Linked DNA regions of Cricetulus griseus: region 2 is linked to region 1. A link is a contact called in public Hi-C data. All regions are on one chromosome and are shown on one strand. The core of a region is the stretch at or near the end of the contact, and the rest is flanking DNA. Distances in the headings are between cores, read along the strand shown.

Evidence for each region. A called contact is a pair of places that touch in the nucleus more often than the background predicts.
Region 2: a Hi-C map of the CHO-K1 cell line shows a contact between it and region 1, with 2.1 times the contacts expected there. The contact joins the promoter of Tjp1 here to the enhancer-like site in region 1. A contact is called at or near these places in 2 of 8 Hi-C or Micro-C datasets (the CHK-Q cell line and the CHO-K1 cell line).

Annotation. Positions count from the first base shown.
Region 1 is chr3:131,786,039-131,791,886 of CriGri-PICRH-1.0, reverse strand. No RefSeq gene overlaps it. Among named protein-coding and RNA genes, the nearest start is that of Tjp1, 110 kb to the left of the region's middle. Within about 2 kb of position 3,231, at least 3 of the 6 cell types and tissues checked have open chromatin away from gene starts, as enhancers often do. A contact at or near this core is called in the CHO-K1 cell line, where this site is marked.
Region 2 is chr3:131,895,739-131,901,586 of CriGri-PICRH-1.0, reverse strand. It overlaps Tjp1 (tight junction protein ZO-1), which reads right to left and starts at 2,519. Exons shown (of 27, transcript XM_035442470.1): 1 at 2,077-2,519. The coding sequence starts at 2,103.

The sequences.
Region 1 (5,848 bases), core at 1,982-4,481:
GTAAAGTTATCAAAGAGGAAAATTAATTTAAATTTTAAAACTGCGGTGGGGAAGAGGGAAGGAGGAATGAAAGAAAAAAGCTCTTGTCCCTTTAGGACAGAGGATGCCAGCTCAGCTGGCACAATGCCTTGCAGTTGTCACCTGAAGCTCAGTGGGTTTATTACAGTGGGGGAGGTACCCGCCAGTGTGCTAGTGGAGGTCAGAAAGCAACTTCCGGGAGTCAGTTCTCTCTTTCCTTTATCTAGGGGTCAGGGATGGGACTCAGGTTGTCAGGCTTGGTGGCAAACTTTTACACACTGAGGCGTCTCGCCACCGCTGGGTGGCTTAAGATTCTGACTTGGCTTTTTGATGATGTGAACAAAATAAAATGAACTGATTAAAAAAAAAAACATCTTGAATTTTCCTTTGGGTGTGAGTAGATTAAAAGATTATTATGTCTATAATTATATAAATACTACTATTAAAAATACCCACGCCAACTTCTAATTAAGAGAAACAGCTACATGTTATCACTTCTCTCTCTTGAATCCCTGCCCACACCACCACCAACAAAAAAGCCATAAATCAAGTGAAAAACAACCCAAGAGACACAGAGGTAGCAACACTTTCTTAGAAGATGGAAACTGGGCAGAGCAGCGGGGACAGGATGGGGAAGCGGCGGCTGGCAAGGGCACTGGCAGAGAGGTCTCTGCTCCAAGCCTCAGGCTGCAGGTGGGAAGCAGGACTCTCAGTCAGAGACCAAGGCAGGGAAGATACAGGGATGCACAAGGGAGTCTATCGGTGTGTGGCCCCAGGGCCTCCTCAGACCCTGTGCAGGAGCTTCTCTCAGAGCAGGCTTTCGAGTGACATCATGCTTAGCAGTGACAGATTCATACTTTTTTTATGATAAAATGTACCACCCTCACCATTGGAAGTTTACAGGTCCAGTTTGGTATATTCACACTGTGCAGCCGTCATCACCAGGCATCATGGAGATGTCATCTTCCCAAGATTAAATGCTGTTGCCACCGAACACTATCCCCCTTGTCTGTCCCTACATCCCCAGCCTTGGCAATTATTGTTCTATTTTCTAGATTTGTGAATGTGAGAACTCTAGATACCTCATGTAAGTGGACCCACAATTACCTGCTGCCTGTGACACCTGCCTTATTTCACCAATGTTATTTCTTCCAGGTTCATCTCTATTGTGGTATATTTTTCAGAACTGCACCCCCCCTTGCAAAGGTAATATTCCATCACACCAATGGCTTAGTCTGTGTTTATGTATTCATCTGTCACTGAACATTTGCTTGCTCCTACCCGTCAGATACCCTGAATAATGTTGCTGTGAACTTGGGTGTGTCCATAGCTCTTCATGTTCCTGTTTTCTAGTGACTCATGAATGAACAGATAACAGAGGGTCAGAGGTCATTTTAGAAACACTTTACAGCCTTCTATACAGAAACCAACATAAGAAGGAAGGACTCTTGAAAATTACAAACAAAATACCATTAAGTAAAATGTTAGATGGGCTGGAAAATAAAGCCATAGAACTCTTTAGGCAAATAGCATAAAAAGATATATCAGGGCTAAGATATAGTTCAGTTGGCTTGCCTAGTATGCCCCAAGCCCTGGGCTCATTCCCCCAGCATTACATAAGCCAGGAGTGGTGGCTCAGATGTGCACTCCCAGCTCTTTGATGGCGGAGGCAGGAAGAGCAGATGTTTAAGGTCAGCCTGAGTTACACAGCTGAGTCTGAGGTCAGTCTGGGCTACAGGAGACACGGTCTTAAACAGTAAGAATTGATGTAGATGTTCCAAGTTAACTGATTGCCCTAGAAAGAGAAAGAAGGGATTTAATGAAAGAAACCAAGCCATCCACCATGATGGAGGCAAACCAGGTCCACTCTCCCAACCCCAATCCATGGGATCAGTGGAGAAGTCTCGGGCACAGGGCTTCGGGTTGTTGGAAGCGAAGGGTTGAGGCTTCTGACCTTGCATTAGGCCTGTGACTCACTCATCGTACTGAAAGTCTGCTGTGTGCCAGGCACTGTTCTTTTCTGGGTGCTGGTGACACAGAGGTGATAAAACTGGGTGTGGTGGCACATGCCTACAATGCCAGCACTTGGAAGGCAAAGGCAGGAGGATCTGGAGTTGAAGATTACAAAATGAATCTGAGCTCAACCTGGGGTACAGGAGACCCTGCCTCCCCCCGCCTCCAAAAAAAAGTTCCTACCCTCATGGAGTTTTCATTCTAAAGGGAAGGGACAATGAACAAAGATATCATTAGGTAAAACCAGGAGGAAAATGAGCAAGGTGAGAAGGGGAGTGTGTGACCCCAGCTGGCCGTGCGCTAGATGGTGTGTTAGAGCAGAGGTACTTGCTGGGACCAGGGGCAGTGACAACACCAGCCTGGCTGACTGGGCTGGGCTGGGCTACAGAGGGGGAAAGAGAATAGTTGTGAGGACTTTAGAACCAGACCTCCTCACCCAGTTAGCCTGGGGACAAGTGTTTCCTGAGGAGTCCTCATTTGTTCTCGGCCCTCTGGTAGGTGGATTCTTCCCAGAGCTCCCCCAACAACACCTCCAGCCCCAGCAGGACTAAGCAGTTGATTACTATGTGACCAGGCCTATTAGGCCTCTCTCTTCCCTCTGTACTGAGGAGTCAATGCGGTCTGCCAGGGAGTCAAGACTCCAGACAGTGCCCTATTAAGTGTACTGTTCTTTAATGTGGATTTTCATAAGCCAGACAGGCAGAGAAGGCCCCATTATCTTCATGTATGGATGGAGAAACCGAGGCACAGATCACAAGGGCTGCCATGCACACACTGACTGGGTCTGCTTCTGGAGTGGGCACTGGGTCCTTTCTTTTTTGACTCTTCCACACAGGTAGAAGCGAAGCAAATGCTCTTTTTCCTTTAGCACTTAATAACATGTAACTGTCTTGGACTTCTCCATATGCAAAATAGCAGACAGATGCAGGAACTATTAAGGCAGTCCGCATCAGCTCAGAGCAACCAGGGGAGGGCAGGAAACAGAAGCTAAAGGCTGGAATCAGGTCCACCTAGATGTTTTGATGGAATTACTCAATGGCTGCTCGTTTCCTCCCAGAACATACCACTTCAGCCTTTCCTTGCAAACAGGAACTTCCTTTCCTTTGCTGCCTTTAGGTCCCAGCTGTGTCCCAGGTACAAAGGAATGTTTGCCTTGCTGGGCAGAGCCCTGTGATGGTGCAAGATTGGAGGGGTGGCGCATGCCAGCCTGAGGAGTCAGCAGCCAAGGCCTGCTGCTCCTGCTGAGCCAGGGCAGGAGGGTGGCTCCTGAAGCTGGCTCAAAAACTGAGTCATCTTTCGTTTGAATCTAAAGTCAGGCAACTTCCTGCCAGACTTAAACACTATTAGTTTTTTGATGGCTCTTAAATTCCTAAAATTCTCAGAAGAGAGAAGCAGACCGACATCTTCCATTCACTTGAAATGAATCAGATAAAATGTAAAAAATGGAAGATGAATGGACAGACAGGAATGTAAATAAGACAGACTGGTCGCGGTAGAATCCAGGTATTCCAGGTCGGAGCATTTATTGAAAAAGCCTTTCAGCTTCCTTGGGTTTTGACAAAACACTAGGGGCAGCAGAGAAAGGCTTCTCTTGTTGCCTGGGATAATTTCAGTATTCATGTGAGTGATTCATTCAACAACCCTCCTTCAGCTGAACACCCAGGACGCTCCCCTCACCCACATCTTTGAACCAGGATGTCATGATGTCACTCATTGTTTCCTTGGACTAAATTATTTTCATCCTGAATGCCGCCCTCCTCAACTTCAGGAAGATGTGGAATGCTGAAGCTATTTCTTTGTTCCTGACTGCACTGCTTCTCTCTAGCAGAGACACCAAGAGGCATCAACAAACCACCTCTTCCTCTCTCATCAGCCCCTATGGCACCTACTGACACACAAGGCCAAGCATTATGAGGGGCCGGAATAGACAGGTAGAAAACAACTGGAGCTGAGGTCAGTGTCCTGGCAGGCTGTGTGGTGACATATGAGATGCAAGGCCACACCTCTACCAGGAGCCCTCCCATAGCCTGTTTGCTGGCTGGAGCTCCACTGTCTCATGGCCCTAATCTTCCAAAATGCTTTAGTTTATTGTCTTTGTTGTTGTTGTTGTTGTTTGGTTTTTCAAGACAGGTTTTTCTGTGGTTTTGGAGGCTGTCCTGGAACTAGCTCTTGTGGACCAGGCTGGTCTCGAACTCACAGAGATCTGCCTGCCTCTGCCTCTGCCTCCCAAGTGCTGGGATTAAAGGCGTGCGCCACCAATGCCCAGCAGAACATATCTCTTTTAACTGAAATTTTTTGTTTTGTTTTGAGACAGGGTTTTTCTGTGTAGCTCTGGATGTCCTGGAACTTGCTCTGTAGACCAGGTTGGCCTCAAACTCAGAGTCCACCTGCCTCTGCTTCCCAAGTGCTAGGATTAAAGGCATGAGCCACCTGGCAACAGTGTAATTTAAAAAATACATATTACTATGAAATATTTTGATTATATTTTATCCCCAGACTCAAGTATCAAGATTTTTGTTGATTGTCTTACTGTTATGGTTTGAATAAGAAATGCTCCTATAAATTCATGTTTTATACTCTGGGTCCCCAGTTTGTGGCACTATTTGGGGAAATTATATACTTTGGGGGAAGCATATTAAAGGCACAGGCCACGGAGGGCAAGGTTTTGAAAGTTCCCAGTCCCCTCTTCCCTCCCTGCTTCCTGCTGGCTGAGAAGTAGATAACAGCACTCCTCCATCACACCTCTGCCCGCCATGATGTTCCACCATGCAGCCACAGATACCTGCCCCCCCCCATTGCTTCTGATTGAAGAGCTAGGTATGTAGATCAATGATAAACTTCTTTTTTTAGATCAATTTATTTTATGTGTGTGAATGCTCTACCTGCATGTATGCCTTCACTCCAGAAGAGGGCACTAGATCTCATTATAGATGGTTATGAGCTACCATGTGGATGCTGGGAATTGAACTCAGGACCTCTGAAAGATCAGCCAGTGCTCTTAACCGATGAGCCATCTCTCCAGCCCCCCAATGGTAAAGTTCTTGCACAAAGTGTTCGAGACTCTGGGTCCTATATCCCAGCATCCAAACACACATACTGCTGCTGGGGGTGGGGTGCTGAGGATGTGGCCCAGTGGTAGAGAACTCAATTAGCAAGAGTTATGTACTGTAGGGTATGTAGGTGCACGCTTTAGTCCCAGTATTCCGGAGGCAGAGGTAGTTGGATCTCTGAGTTCAAGGCCAGCTTGGTCTATAGAGCGAGTTCCAGGACAGCTTGGACTACACAGAGAAACCCTGTCTCAAAAAACAAACAAACAACTACAACAAAAGTTTGATCCATAGCACCATAAAAAAACAAAACCAGTTGTGAACCCACAACGGCCTCAGCAGGCTCTAATGAACACTTCCAATCCAATGGGCACACAGATGGCTCCAGCTAAACTAAAAGGGTCAGAAAACAAAACTAAGTAAGGAACCTAGGAGAGGGACTGGTAGGGAGGAAAGAGGTTTATAGGGATGGGAGGGAGAGAAGTGAGTATACTCAAAGTACATTATATATGTATAACATTATCAAACAACAAAAATCAATTTTTAAAAAGAAATTGTATTAATGGATTGCACTAGAATTCTGGAAATAGCCTAGGCCCTATCCCAAAGGATACGATAGACTCTGATGACACCCTATGGAAGGCCTCACCCCTCAGGGGGAGGAGAAAGGATTTGTGATAGGTAGGGTTTTAGTTGGGAGGGGTGGTAGGGGAGGAGGGGAGGGAGAGGGAACTGGGATTGTCATGTAAAACAATCTTGTTTCTAATTCA
Region 2 (5,848 bases), core at 1,270-3,769, 110 kb before region 1:
AAACATCAAACTATCATGTTTTCTATAATACCACACTGGAATTCTACTTGGAACTGCACTGCACTTACACATCAATTCAGGGACCATGGGTAGGTTCTGACTCTCTTCACCCAGAGTTTGATTCCCCTAGATTTGGGTAACAAACCATCATTTGTTGTATTTATTCTTAAGTATAGGCTCTGGAGGAAGATTTTAATGGGTATATCAGAATTTCAAATGAACTCTTTGACATAGCAATTTCATTTTTAAGAATTTGCCATACAGTAGTAAGTGGACAGATACAAAAATGTAAATACAATTATTTAAAGTGTACTCATTGCAGTAACAATATCCTGGAAACAAGCCAAACATCTCCTCAAAAAGGCAATGATGACCTGAGCAGCAAGATGAAAATTACTCAACCATTACAAGAATACAGAATCAAAAGCATTGGCTTATACACAAGCTCTACAACTGTTGTGCTGCAAAATTAGTGTCTGTAAAATATTTTAACAGGGGTGGGAAAAACAAAAGCACCCTATGTAAAGCACTGACAGAGTTGAGCTCTTAAGCAAAACAATAAATGTGACTTAGGGAAACAACTGGTTAGCACTGCATTTACCTGTTCACTTATGGTGGGTTCTAGCTTTATGTAGACTTCAAAGTGTGCCCCAATACAGCATCCAAGAAAATAATTCTTCAATTACCAGCTAAGCATGCAAATATTTGACTAGAGAAGCATTGCCATGTTCCATAAAAATCTCAATATCATAATTTATGTGTAAGCACACCTTCTAAATCACCTTGCCATAGCAAGCTATTGGAAACACTTCTCTAGTAATAACACTTTCCAACTGTGTTGTCTTGAATAACAAGTACCAGGGCTCACACTTCGAAACAAAGTGACATTCTGTGTAATATGGCAACAAAGCCTTTCTTCCCAGGAAGTCCCAGCAAAGGTAAATAACAAGTTTTATGTTTTATAAGTAACAAAATGTTGCACTGATTCTAGTTTTTGGTCCCAGGCTTACGTTTTAGATCGGTCATCAATGTGCCTTCAAATAAGATACAAGCATTATTACTAAGGGAGGAATACTCCATTCCTTAAAACAATCTATTCACTACTAACTGTAACCGCTAACTACTGCCAGCCAAAAGACAAGGTCCTATTAAGAATTCAGGCGCTTCCTTCTATCTGCTCCCTAAGGTTATGATTAAGTATTTCTAATAGAAAAATATATAAAATCACCACCTGTTTTAAGTTGTTTGAGTAATGGATTTTTTTTTAAAGGGAGTTTTTTCACTCATCACATTTTGTGTTCCTATCATTGTTTGAAAGACCAAGTACTAAAATGCATAAATGGGAAGAATTCTAACTCGATTTTTAAAATTTTTTGGCTTAATGTAGTACTTAATAACATAAGGCATGCTGTGTCAAGAAACACACTTCAAAACACACGGGGAAATGGACCGGAACGTTGTTTTGTGCAGAATTCATCGGGTATTTTCTGTTGTTGAGTCCATCTTATTGTCCATGTGCAGGGACACTTTGTGATACTTTTGAAAGTTGAAATTAAAGTGTTAAGAACTTTCCTCCTCTGATGCCTCACATAAATATTAAAGCTAAAAAAAAAAAAAATCTTAGCTACTCTCGAGCTGAGTGTTTTGCTGTCTCAAAGCTTTATCGCTGCCATTGCGCATACCGCAGCGGGTGACATCAGATCGAAACTACAGGGTTTCGCCGGGTACCAACCACTCCTCCGGAGACAGCCCGAGCTACCCACCGGCCTGCTGCAGGTGACACCCCTGGGTCTCAGCAGACACGCTCTCGGAGACATGAGAATCCTCACCCGGGGCGACTTTCCAGGCGCGAGACCTGTTGCACGTCGCCTCCCAGCGCGAGCCGGAGCCAGGCACCGGCAGCCGTGCACCTGCCCGGGCGGCAGGCGCGTCTCCAGCCCGCCTTCCTTCCCTGCCTCCCCGCCCCGCCACCGTCGCCCCCGGCTGCCGCCCGCGGGGAGGGCGGGGCGAGGCCCCCCGCAGGGCCCCGGGTCCTCCACCGCCCCGCCCGCAGCCCGGCGGGCCGTGAGCCCTCACCTTAGCGGCCGCGGCCCTGGCGGACATCTTGTCTCTCTCGGCGCCGCGCGAGGCTCCTCGGACCCGAAACTCCGCGCCGCCGGCCCGCCCGCCCGCTCCTCACGCCACCGTCCGCATAAACATCTCCCGGGGACGAGCGGGGCAGGGGCGGGGGCGGCCGGAAAGGCCCGGCCCACGGGGAGGGGATTCAAGTGGGACAAAAGTCCGGGAAGCGTCCGCCCCGCCCGGGCTTCTCCGCGGGGCACACCCGGCCGCCTGCTCGGCCTCCGCCGCCCTCGGCCCGCTCGCCGCTCCGCAGGACCGAGACCCCCGGCCGTCCCCTCCGCCCTCGGGCGTCTCCTCAGAAACCTGCTCCCGCACGTAACTTCCCCGGAACGCGTGGCCGCCGAGAGACGTGCCGTCGGCGGGCAGAGCCGTCGCGGGCAACTCAAGCAGCCACGCAAAACCTGCCGGACCGGGCCACTGAGCATGCCCAGCCGGCGGGGGCGGGGCCTCGGCGAGGGGCGGGGCCAGGCCGGCTCCGACCCCCGCGCGGAAGGAAAAGCTCAGCTCTCCAAGTAACTTGCTAGGCGGTTTCCGCTGCCGCGCGAGCCATCCTGTTTGCTTCTATGAAAGATCCGGCAGAATTCGCCCCGGAGAAGCCCACACCTCTATGTACCTAAGCTTTTCAACTCCCTACGGAGACTTGTCTACTCTCTTCCTAAGCCAGCCACCCCAGATCAGTCCCACGCAGGAGTGTGGCAGGAAAGGCGAGCCTGGCCAATACCTGACTGTGGTTTCCTTAACCTCGCAAGTAACAATGGTCACAACTGTCACCACGTGTCTGGGCATTGTTACCCTATTGAAGAGAGATGTGTTTTTGTTTGAAGTACATCAGAAGCGCTCTAGCAGGCTCAGAACAAGCCAACTGCCTTAAATAAACCAAGTTACAGATCTAGGCATCCAGAGATAATCCCAGCCACTTTCTTTCTCATGCCTCCCTAGACATTTTTGGGCTATCAAGATTGCTGAAATTCTTGGCCCCTGAAGAGATAGACCAGGCTGCCTGCCTTTCTGAAAACCATGCCCTCCAGCTCAAGCTGGACAAAAAAGTATGTAAGTACATGCGGAACTCACCACCAGTTCAATCGGCCACCGCGCAAACTTAGGCCAGCTAGCTACCTTGATGAACAGGAAAAATAGGTAGAAAACCACTTCGAGCTTCATTAAGTTACACTCTGTATACTGCAAAGCTCTTCACAGATATCAAGAATTTTTAGTAACATTAAATAACATCCTTAAAGTACCTATTATAATGCTACGATGGCCAGGCAAGGTAGAGTGGGGCATGAACATAGGGTTAAACAATAGTTTTTAGAATTCAGCTACGTGACAGAATCAAACTTACTTCTAAGAAATATCTGTATATGACAATTAAGATTTCAAAATCATGTGTTTTGCAACTCTAAGCTAGTTGAACTAGAAAAAAAAATTATGCAAACCAAACCCTATTTCTTGCCATGAAAGAAACCAATTAAAGTCATTTTTTTTGTTTTAGTCATATTGCATGTGATTGTTTCAAAGGCAAAGTGCCCTGTGTTCTCTTAAGAAGAGTGATTAAATTTTTCCTCTGAGAAAACAGCATCACAAAACACTTAGATGTTTTGTATTTTTAGAAAGTGGTTATTGAAGGTCTTTCACATCAGTGCGTTAACTTTTAATAAAATGCATTCTGCAAACCTGCCTAGAGGCAGATGGGGTGTGTTATGCACATACTCTTCCTCTTTTCTCTTTGGACAATCTTCTATCATGTCTCCCACTGTATGAATTAAATGTTAGATATCTGCAACTTGTCTCAAATCCAGTATACCTGATTGATCTAATTTTTGTCATGGCTTTAAAAAAATGAAATCAATAAAAACGTTTCACTTTCATAATACTTTGCTTTAAAAAGTGTATCAAAAATTTCCAGTTAACATAACATTTTAAAATTTTCCAATGGTATTTTGAATAATGGAATTACATTATCTAAATTGAACTAAATGTTACACTAGGTAAATTGAACAGATATTCTTAATATCTAAACCAAACTATATTTGTGTATCTTCTCCAAATAGCAAGGGAAGTTCCTATCATTTATAGAAATTAAGCTGCCATAGTGACACCTATTAATTTGTATGCTAATAAAAATAAAGAAATCAGAAAATAATTTTAAAGAAAAACACTGTTGTCAGGAATCTAGCTCTGCCGCCCTACAGTTTATCTGTGGGAAGGTGCTTCAATATGACCTTTCCCCAGATAAACTGGAGTGGACAGAATATAGCATAATCTCTGAGACACACCCTTAACTTGAATAAGAGTTTATCCACTGAACACCAAAAAGTTTTCAAAGTGTACCATGACATTAATGAGTACAGATGAATGTGGCTACATTTTCTCTAGGTTTAAATCAAAAGGGAAGAAATCCAAGTGAGTTAGAGAATCTCATTTAGAGTTACAAGAAAGTTCAACCAAGAATTTCCCTTTGTGTACAGATTTCTTTCTGATCTAATGCAGAGGAACAGGAAACTAAAAACCACAACACTCAGAAGCACAACTTCCTGTGGGATTTCTGGTGTCTGTGGTCAGAATGCAAGAAGCACTAAGCATTCAGAGTCTTTAGAAATCTTAGACTTACTTAATAAAACAGCCCTGACTCAATGAACTATACCTACACTTACATTTTACATATGTGGATTTTTGTTTCCACTGTAAAAACAAAACAAAAAAACAACAACAATCTCTAAAAAAAAAACTTTATTAGTGTTACTTTTGGTAAGAGCTGTGAGTTTACTTTTGAAAAGGAAAGAGGAAATGTTGGGCACCATAAGGTGATCTTGATAACGCAACAGAAGAATACGTACACACACACACACACACACACACACACACACACACACACACACACACACACACCCCAACACTATTAGCAGGTATCATCATTGGATGTTTTGACCAGACCACATCACTAAAGAGTCTGCGAATGGCTTCAGGACTTTCATATGTCACAGAGCTGAGCAAAATGGGGAAGAAACTTTCCGTGACTTGTCAAGTTTCTAGAATCCTTAAACAAGCTGGGCATGGTGTGCACATCTTTAGCCATAGCAGAGGACAGAGGCTGGGGCAGGAGGACCTCAGTGATTCTGAGGCCAGCTTGTCTACATGTTTCCACGACAGCCAGGGCTATATAGGGTGACCTGTCTACATACATACATACATACATGCATGCATACATACGTATGGCTATCAATCCCAATTTTAGTTTATACTTATTTACTTCTCTCTCTCTCTCTCTCTCTCTCTCTCTCTCTCTCTCTCTCTCTCTCTCTTTGTGTGTGTGTGTGTGTGTGTGTGTGTGTGTGTGTGTGTATGATTGAGCACATGCATGTACATACCACACCATATATATGGAAGTCAGAAGACAACTTGGGGGTGGGGGAGTCAGTTCTTTCCTTCTACCAAATAGGTCCCAAGGATCAGACTCAGGTCATCAGGCTCACTAACCTGTTGAGCCATTTCACCAGCCCTTATTTATCTTATTTTAAAGTAAAAATTATAAATTGTATACTTAAAGTTAACTAAAATTTTAGATTATATATATATATAACTGCAATAAAAATATTGTTAATGATCAATGTGATTTGATTTTTATCATAAGTGAATATTAATTTACATATTAGTGGGTTTCACTGTGACATTTCCATAAATGCATAGATGGTGCTTGTGTCATTATCTTCCCCCCAGCTACCCAACC